2 separate regions of the Zea mays genome follow, and region 2 is linked to region 1. A link is a contact called in public Hi-C data. All regions are on one chromosome and are shown on one strand. Each heading gives the region's core, a stretch centred on a gene start, on an enhancer-like site or on the middle of the called end of the contact. The rest is flanking DNA. Distances are from core to core; before and after follow the strand shown. Region 1 has its middle 43 kb from the start of LOC103643539. Region 2 holds the start of LOC100383582.

Region 1 (4,413 bases), core at 1,729-4,228:
GTCCCTCATTAGCAGAAGAAGGTTGAGATAAATATATTCAAACTTGAGTTCTATGTTACTGACTTCTGCAATAATGTATATCATGCAATTGCCCACCGGTAAGATTATATCTAGAAGTTCACCCATATGGTCACCCAAAACACAACTGCACTTCGTAGAGTAGAGTTTGAATATGAGTATAAGAATGGGTACTCTACTGAAGATAGCCTAACAACATAAATTGGTAGATTCTTGAACCAGGTTTGAAGGACCTTTTCTCCTATATCGTCCTTGGAAAATCATTAATCCACCTGATTGGTTACTCGCACCATTCCATTCAGAATCATCGCGTGCGTTGACTTTGGTTAAGCATCTGTTTGGTTGTCTGTACACGAGGAACGGTGACTGCATGAGTGGATGCAAAATAATTTATTCTGAGACTATTTATCTACATCTGCACATACGCCAGAAATGGCCATATCTGGCCGGCCAAACTCGCGTGGGACAAAGTGTGTGGACGCAGTAAACTAATCTGACGCATTGTTACCAAATCCTAGTGAATGCAATGTTAGCGATGATAGCGATTATCTAGGCGGCTAAGCCTATTGGGCAATGATAGCGATTATACAATTAGCTAGGCAGAGGACGACCTTTATTAAAAAAAACAAAGGCGTCTATATGATTACAAATAGATACCGAACCATATTAAAATAGACAAGGAGAAGAGAGCCAAGAGTAGAACTTTGTCCAGCCAGAAGATCTTCCGAAGTCCATTCACATTTGCACATTAATTGCAAAGTGGCTTTCTACGAAGGGGTAGCTAATATATATAAAATTAAATGACATGTGTACTTTAGTTTATTGCTGCATTCCAGCCATTTTTATGGGAGTTCTATGGCCTTAGCTCACAATCCCAGCCACCAGAAAAGGTAGAACAGAGAGTATACCGTCAGGGCGTCAGAGTTTTTTAAGGTTGTGGCCATGGAGTCATAGCCCGGTGAGCTGGGATTGACCAACACGACAGCGGCAGCTTTTCCTTCACTAGTCAGGGCGCGAGCGTGACGTCCAACTCGGTCCCTTAAATAACCATGTAGGACGATATCAACACAACATTTTGTCCTAGATCTCATACTTACACGCTTATAAAACTTAATTCCTTTATTTATAATTCTCACTTCTTAATAGATTAGTGACAACGATACATAAGACCAAAGCGTTACGACATCCAACCATGCTCCAATGATGAATTAATGACAACAAAACATATTTCTATCTCAGAGTAGAGAACTTATTCTTGAGAGAGATGGTTGCACTGACGATCCTTTAAGAGCATGTACAACCTAGATATATCTAAGTAACCCCTCCATAGAACCCAATATATTTATGTCTTGTATATTATTCACTAGAACTTCTTAAGATACGAATAATTTATGTGGGTTGTATGTGGTAAAACCGTATCTAGATTTAAAGAACCGTGCTAGAGACGTTCCTTTACCAAGATCCGTCTCTTATGTTTTTTTACATTTACCATTTTAATACCCCTTAAGGTACGAAGTATTTATGTGGGTTGTACATGTCCTAATCTAGAATCATAGGTGCTCCATTAAACCCACGATGACTACGTGTTTTCTAAAACACGCTCGGTGGAAGCCCTCTAGTGAGCAAACCCGCAAGCATTTGATAGGATGAAAGTTATATTTAGACTTAGAGAAGGCACGAGTGTCATGAAAAACTTACCTGCATCTCCATACTATTCAATAAATAAAAGACCTCTGCCTATCCATGCGTTTACACAACAGTAGAATATATGACCCACAATGGGTTTTAATCTTCATGAAGAATTGTTAGATGCTCAAATTTGATCTTGTTGGTCTGGACTTCAAAGTGAAACCGGGAAAAGAAATTCTTAGGCCTGAACAACACACTGAGCTCTGATCATGCTAACAACAACAACAAAAAAAAGCACCGCATTATGTGTCTCAATAGGGCAAATAGGTGCCCTGGAAATTGAACTGAAGCACTACCCTAAAGTCAAATCAGAATCTGTAGGAGTGACCATTATTAATTAACACCACTTTTAATTTTCTTCGTACTATTATCGACAACCAACTGGTCCGTCTGCTACGAGCTCAACAAAATCTTTTATCCGTTCTTCAAGCGTCATCATGGGTGAATTAAGGCAATCGTCTTTTCATCTTTTTTGCAGTTCCACTATAAGAAGAACAAAAAAAAAAAAAGATGTACTAGTACTGGCTTTAGCGTATAGTCATTTAGCATCAGGCAGCTACTACGGATGCGAAGTATCAAGCCATTGGAAAACAATAGAAAAAAAAGGATGCAGCTTGTACCTTAATTCCACGAGAAAAGCATCGGAATCTCAAGTCATGCCAACATGCTCACACATCAGAGTGACAGGTGAAACATTGCACACTTTAGGCGTTAATTAGGGGGTTATTGTTGTTTCAATGTGTTGCAGTCCTCCTCCTCCAATAGGCTTTTGCAGTTGTTGGCGGTCCTTGTCCTGAAATTAATGGAGTTACAATATTCCGCAACAGGTAATTCTCTACAATAGCATGATAATGACCTCGGCCCTTTGAATGCTTCTGCCCTATAGTGCGTCGACTGTGACTGTGACAATGTGACCCAGTACGTAAAGGCAATATGCTAGCTTTGCTCCGGAACACGCACGGATGCACGCTACACCCCGCGGTGGTCGTCAACCTTTTATATACCAAAAGCTACTACCACCAAACAACCTTTGCACTGCACACAACACGCGGTTGCATTCATGGAACCGTGCACAAGCAAATTCTACGTAGTACCGGACAAGCCAACCTTTTTCGTCATCCACCCAACCGGACAGAAGAGGCGTCTGTTTATTATATTTCTCTACATGCAAATAGCAATCAGGAAGAGGGGTTGGTCCGGTGGTGTAAGAGATCATCCAGAACGACTGACTGACTCTGCTTGTCCAAGTCGGAATGGAGAAGCAAAGATCAAGTCCATGGCCGTCGCCGTCGCCATCCGCCATCCGAGCAGGGCTCGTTCCAACAGCGGCCTGGGTCATCTCTATTAGGGGTCATCTCATTCGATTTTGTTACGAGATCAGGTTAGATGTCGCTATCGCTTTTTGATCGAGAGTGCAGTAACAATTGTATCACACAGCTATGGTGTAACGTTTGGTGCCGTTTAGTTCACAAAATGAATATAAATGGTAACAGTAATGGTTCGCTCTCTATTATCAGTGATAACAATATTTGTATAGACTGGTATCAATTTTTAGTATGTTATCCGATTACAGTTAGACTTAACACAACAACACTCCACATGACTTTCAGCGGCCAACCTTATTTTTGGTTCGGCCACCAAAAATAAGGGTTGATTTTCGGCGCCACACGGAAGCCGGCCGCCGAAAATAAGTCTATTTTCGGCGGCCACTGACACAGCCGGCAAAAATAAACTCTTATTTTTGGCGGCCGAAAATAGGGCGTTTTAAACAGTCGCCGACCTTCTTCTCCTTTCTTCTCTTCGTTTCCTCTCGACACGCGTTTTCCTTCCTATCCCTTAGGGATGGCAATTTTACCCACGGGTTCAGATATCCGACCCGTCGGGTACGGGTTTGGGCACAAAATTTAACCCGTGGGTCTTACCCGTACCCGACCCGATTTTATTACGGGTCAGGTACAGATTTGATTTCTTACCCGCGGGTACCCGACGGATATCCAAAAATAGTGATTTTAGATTTTCAACCTATCAGTACGCTAGCTAGCCGTCCACCCTCGATAGTTCATCCTACTGCCATCCCTCCCTGTCTGCTGATGCTTCTGATCTGGTTATAGTACTAGTGCCAGTATGTTTGATAAAGTGCCAGTACGTAGTACCAGTGCTATCTAGTACAAGTACTTGAGCTAAGAGTGTTAATACACCAGACGACTATGCTAGCTACTCTCTGATTTTGACGAGTTGGAAGTTTATTAACAAAAAACATTAGCAACACATGTCCAGGGCTACATCTACACGACTGCACTGTGCAACAACATTATGTGCCTCTGGTGATCATGGCGATGTGCGACGCTCAGAACTGCACTAGACTTCATTTAGGGAGAATGCACCAAGCTGCTATACCCGACGGGTACCCGATATCCGCCCGATACCCGATGGGTACGGGAACGGGTACAAAATTTTACCCGTGGGTATAGTCATGGGTGGATATGGATAATCCCCGCGGGGATGGTCGCGGGCGGGTATTTACTCTACCCGATCCAAAACCGACCCATTGCCATCCCTACTATCCCTGATTCCTAGCCGCCAGCCGCTCGCCGCCCCACCACCAGCCGCCCCCGCCCCAGCGCCAGCCCCGTCCCGTCGTGCCGCACTCGGCTCCCGGCCACCGCCACACCATCCTCCCGCCACCGTCTCCGCCGAGCTCTTCCC
Region 2 (4,020 bases), core at 755-3,254, 75 kb after region 1:
TGGTGGTTGGAAATAATAAGAGCGAGGGCCTGAAATTTTCGGTTTGGCCTAGCCCTGCGATCAGGTATGATTAGTTATCGCCTAGAGGCAAGTTTACGAAGGGATGATCGAGGTCAACGACGTTAGGCTCAGCCTTCGTCCCAATAGTAGCGTACTCCATATGCATCCCTAATGTACTAGACACATGTTCTGCTTGTCCTCAACCATGTCAGTAACATGATCCGCATTGCCATGTCCTCACGTCTGGTGATGTCTGTAGGTGTTAGCCACTACATCAGGTCACTCATCTTCTCCAGTCCTCAGTCAAGACTCATTGCTCACCCTTCATCGCTCTCGGTCCATAAGTACGAACCCTTATGAACTTCAACTTCGTCATCGACTATCGCCTTTAAACTCTACAAGTGTGTATCACAAGCCAAGACACATGTTGCACACACATACTCACGATCCGGTTAGTCCATATGACTCAACCCAAGACACTACATCGTTGACAACCACTCATCACAAACCCAAACCACAAGAGCACACATCAATCTTGTGTTCACAATAAAAGATATAATAATAAAGATTTCCAACTTGACTTGAGGAAAAATAGTTTATAGCAACAAATAAGATCGAAATAACTTGTGCCATCACGTGACACTAGCAAACAATAAGAGCCGCCATAGCTTAATCTAATAGTTTAACTAAATGTCATGTGAATAATGTGTGCCATTACTTGACATTACTAATCAATACTTATATACTACTACGAGTGGTTTAGTATATCTTCTAAATTTAATATATACATATATAGGGTTGTGATTATACTCCTCTCTAGCAATAGTGATTTTACTCCTAGTTTTTCAAATTTGTGATTTTACCTCTTCATTTTAAAAACGAAGCGCTACCATACCCTTACGTCATTATGTAGTTAACAGTGTTAAATCTGATGCGAAAAGACAAGGATGCTCATGTAATTTATTGTGATTTTACCCTTATTATATTATTATATTACGTAATTATGATTTTGCCCCTGTTAGGGTTTTGTGCCCATATAGAATAGAATAGACCTTTCGCTCATTTCTTTTCTTATTTTTTTATTTTTGAATCCCTATTTCTAATTTTTTTTTGGCTAACTGCGTTGAGAGGGAGGAGTAAATGGTAGCTTTGTTTTCAATAAGGATGGATAAAATCACGAAATTGAAAAACGGAGGGCAAAATCACAATTGCAAGACTAGTGAAGGGTATAATCACGATTGAATGGTTGAATGTTTATCTCTGAATGACCGAAGTAAACCTTGAATTGTTGAGTGTATCTTCCTCGTAAAATTTTAAAAACAACAAATGATTGAATATATTGTTCCTGTTATACGTTAATGTAAATCTTAAATGGCTAAAGTAAACCTCGAATGGTTGAACTAAACCTTGAATGGCTGAATATTTGGTGTGGTGGACGGATCAGTCCCGTTAATTACACGCGGTTGGTGCAGTTAATTTGTTCTCTGGTCGGCTAGTCCGGATGGACCTTTTGATTCAGATGATAGACTTCATCCTGCGAGATGATTAGCATGTGGGTACATATATATATGGAACGTATTAGGTGCAAACCGTGCCAGCAGTCATAGAATGTTTCTTTGAAAACAACTTTTTCAGTGTGCATCAGCTTTCAAATCGACCATTCCATCTCACATGATATAATTTTTAATTATAGATTTTATACTTAAACTCAAAATACTTACCAGGTTTGAAGGATAACCCGAACTCAAGCCGACGACCTCGAACAGCGGAACAGGGTTCCCATTTGGCAGTTGGGCACATGAGACGCAGGTGTCCTTGTTCCTGCCCTCTCCCGGTACGTACCATACATGCATGATTCATTGTGCTCCGATCCTGGTGCAAAGTGCGTAATAGCGTAGCGTTTAATTAGGTGCTGTGTGTGTTTTGTGAAAGCTATGATATGCTGCGGCTGCTGATAAAGCAGCGAAAGTGATGCCCCACTGGAAAAACGTCCTGCTCCGGCTACCTCCTCCAACTCTTCTCCCTCCGGCCGTTGGTGGGGAGGAGGACGGAAGATAGCATCGCCACCAGCTTCTTTTCCTCCCTCCTCCTCCATCATCCATCTCTCTCTGCCTCTTCCTTCCACCTGAAGGAAGCCGGTTCGGGCGTCCTGCTCTCGCTCAGCTCGGCACCCCCGCGGAAACCGAACCAGGAGAGCCCAGCCCCGTCTTCTTGGTTGCTCGTCTCTCTGTTTGTCAGCAGCCTGCTGCTGCTCTTGCTTCGGCTTCAGAGAGGCGCCAGGGCGCCCAGCGGATTGCCTCCGTTCTTGGTGCTCTCCGAAGAAGAGATAGTAGAAGATAGAGATCGGAAGGATTGTCTCCCATGGGGAACTGCTTGGGGGGCAGCTCCTACGTCAACAAGGTCTCCTCCACCGCAAAGCCAGGTGAGTCTAGTTCCTCCGCCGGTTCTTGCCTTGCTTTCTCCTTCCACATGTCTATACCCTTGATTGAGCAGAGCTCTGTGTTGCGTTCCACAAACGCCTGTATTCCGAGCAAAGAAGTAGAACTGTAAAAGTAGGAGGAGTATATGCTTGTGGCTTTCTTGGCACTCTGTTTCGGTTTTCTAGGCAACCCGAATCCAGAACTAGAGTCTAGAGGATCGTTTTTAAAATAAAACAGCAAGCCTGTTTAGTTCGTAATCTCAATTGAATCAGTAGAACTGCACCTTAATCACAAACAAAAGAAGTTAATTAATTATGAGGAAGAAGCTAATTAATTGGACCAATAAATCCTTACCAATTATTTTCTGACGTTCTCACGACGCTCTTGGCTTGGCGTTTCAATTCCGGGATTCGGCCGGGGTGCAGAGAGTCCTCCTAAGGTGCAGAGCCCGTCGGAAGTGGACCGGAGCGACGACCGCAAGCTGCCATCGAACCCGGGCGAGGTAGAGGCCCTGCGGCGGGGCGCGTCGGCGGCGACGCGGCGGAACCCGCTCGTGGCCTTCTCCTTCTCCGAGCTCAGGACGGTGGCCAACGACTTCCGGAAGGACGCGCTCATCGGCGGCGGCGGATTCGGCCGGGTGTACAAGGGTTCCTTCGCGCCGCCGGCCGGGGCGGCAGACCCGAGCGGCGGCACCCTCCCGGTGCCGGTGGCCGTCAAGGTGCACGACGGCGACAACAGCTTCCAGGGCCACCGGGAGTGGCTGGCGGAGGTGATCTTCCTGGGCCAGCTCTCCCACCCGAACCTGGTGAAGCTGGTCGGGTACTGCTGCGAGGGCGAGCACCGCGTGCTGGTGTACGAGTACATGGCCCTGGGCAGCGTGGAGTCGCACCTCTTCTCGCGCACGTCGCCGCCGCTGCCGTGGGCCACGCGGATGAAGATCGCGCTGGGCGCGGCGCGCGGGCTGGCGTTCCTCCACGACGCGGAGCCCCGCCCCGTGATCTACCGCGACTTCAAGACCTCCAACATCCTGCTGGACGCCCACTTCAACGCCAAGCTCTCCGACTTCGGGCTGGCCAAGGACGGGCCAGTCGGGGAGCAGTCGCACGTGTCCACCCGCGTCATGGGCACCTACGGCTACGCGGCGCCCGAGTACATGATGACGGGCCACCTCACGGCGTCCAGCGACGTCTACAGCTACGGCGTCGTGCTGCTCGAGCTGCTCACGGGGCGGCGCTCGCTGGACCGCTCACGCCCGCCGCGGGAGCAGGCGCTCACCGACTGGGCGCTCCCGGCGCTGCCGCACAAGAAGCGCGTGCAGGGCATCGTGGACCCAAGGCTGGCGGGCGCCGGCTGGGACGACCCGCCGCCCGCCAGGGCCGTGCAGAAGACGGCCATGCTCGCGTACCACTGCCTCAACCGCAACCCCAAGGCGAGGCCGCTCATGCGCGACGTCGTCGCGTCGCTGGAGCCGCTACAGCAGCCGCCGGAGGACCCAAACGCCCACGCCGCCTTGTGATGTGAGTAGTGTGTTGTTGAGACATCGGAGATCTGCCAATGCAAGCTGCTGGCCGGATGAAGTGCAGCAGGAACGGCGGCTGGC

What was found. Hi-C and Micro-C count contacts between places; a contact is called where the count stands out from the background.
Region 2: a contact with region 1 is called in a Hi-C map of leaf, with 1.8 times the contacts expected there. The contact joins the promoter of LOC100383582 here to the enhancer-like site in region 1. A contact is called at or near these places in 3 of 25 Hi-C or Micro-C datasets (all in leaf).

What each region holds. Positions count from the first base shown.
Region 1 is chr1:244,300,708-244,305,120 of Zm-B73-REFERENCE-NAM-5.0, forward strand. No RefSeq gene overlaps it. Among protein-coding and RNA genes, the nearest start is that of LOC103643539, 43 kb to the left of the region's middle. Within about 2 kb of position 2,979, at least 10 of the 20 cell types and tissues checked have an H3K27ac peak or open chromatin away from gene starts, as enhancers often do. A contact at or near this core is called in leaf, where this site is marked.
Region 2 is chr1:244,376,213-244,380,232 of Zm-B73-REFERENCE-NAM-5.0, forward strand. LOC100383582 reads left to right here and starts at 2,005. Exons shown (of 2, transcript NM_001176230.1): 1 at 2,005-2,422; 2 at 2,846-4,020. The coding sequence starts at 2,362. The coding sequence ends at 3,936.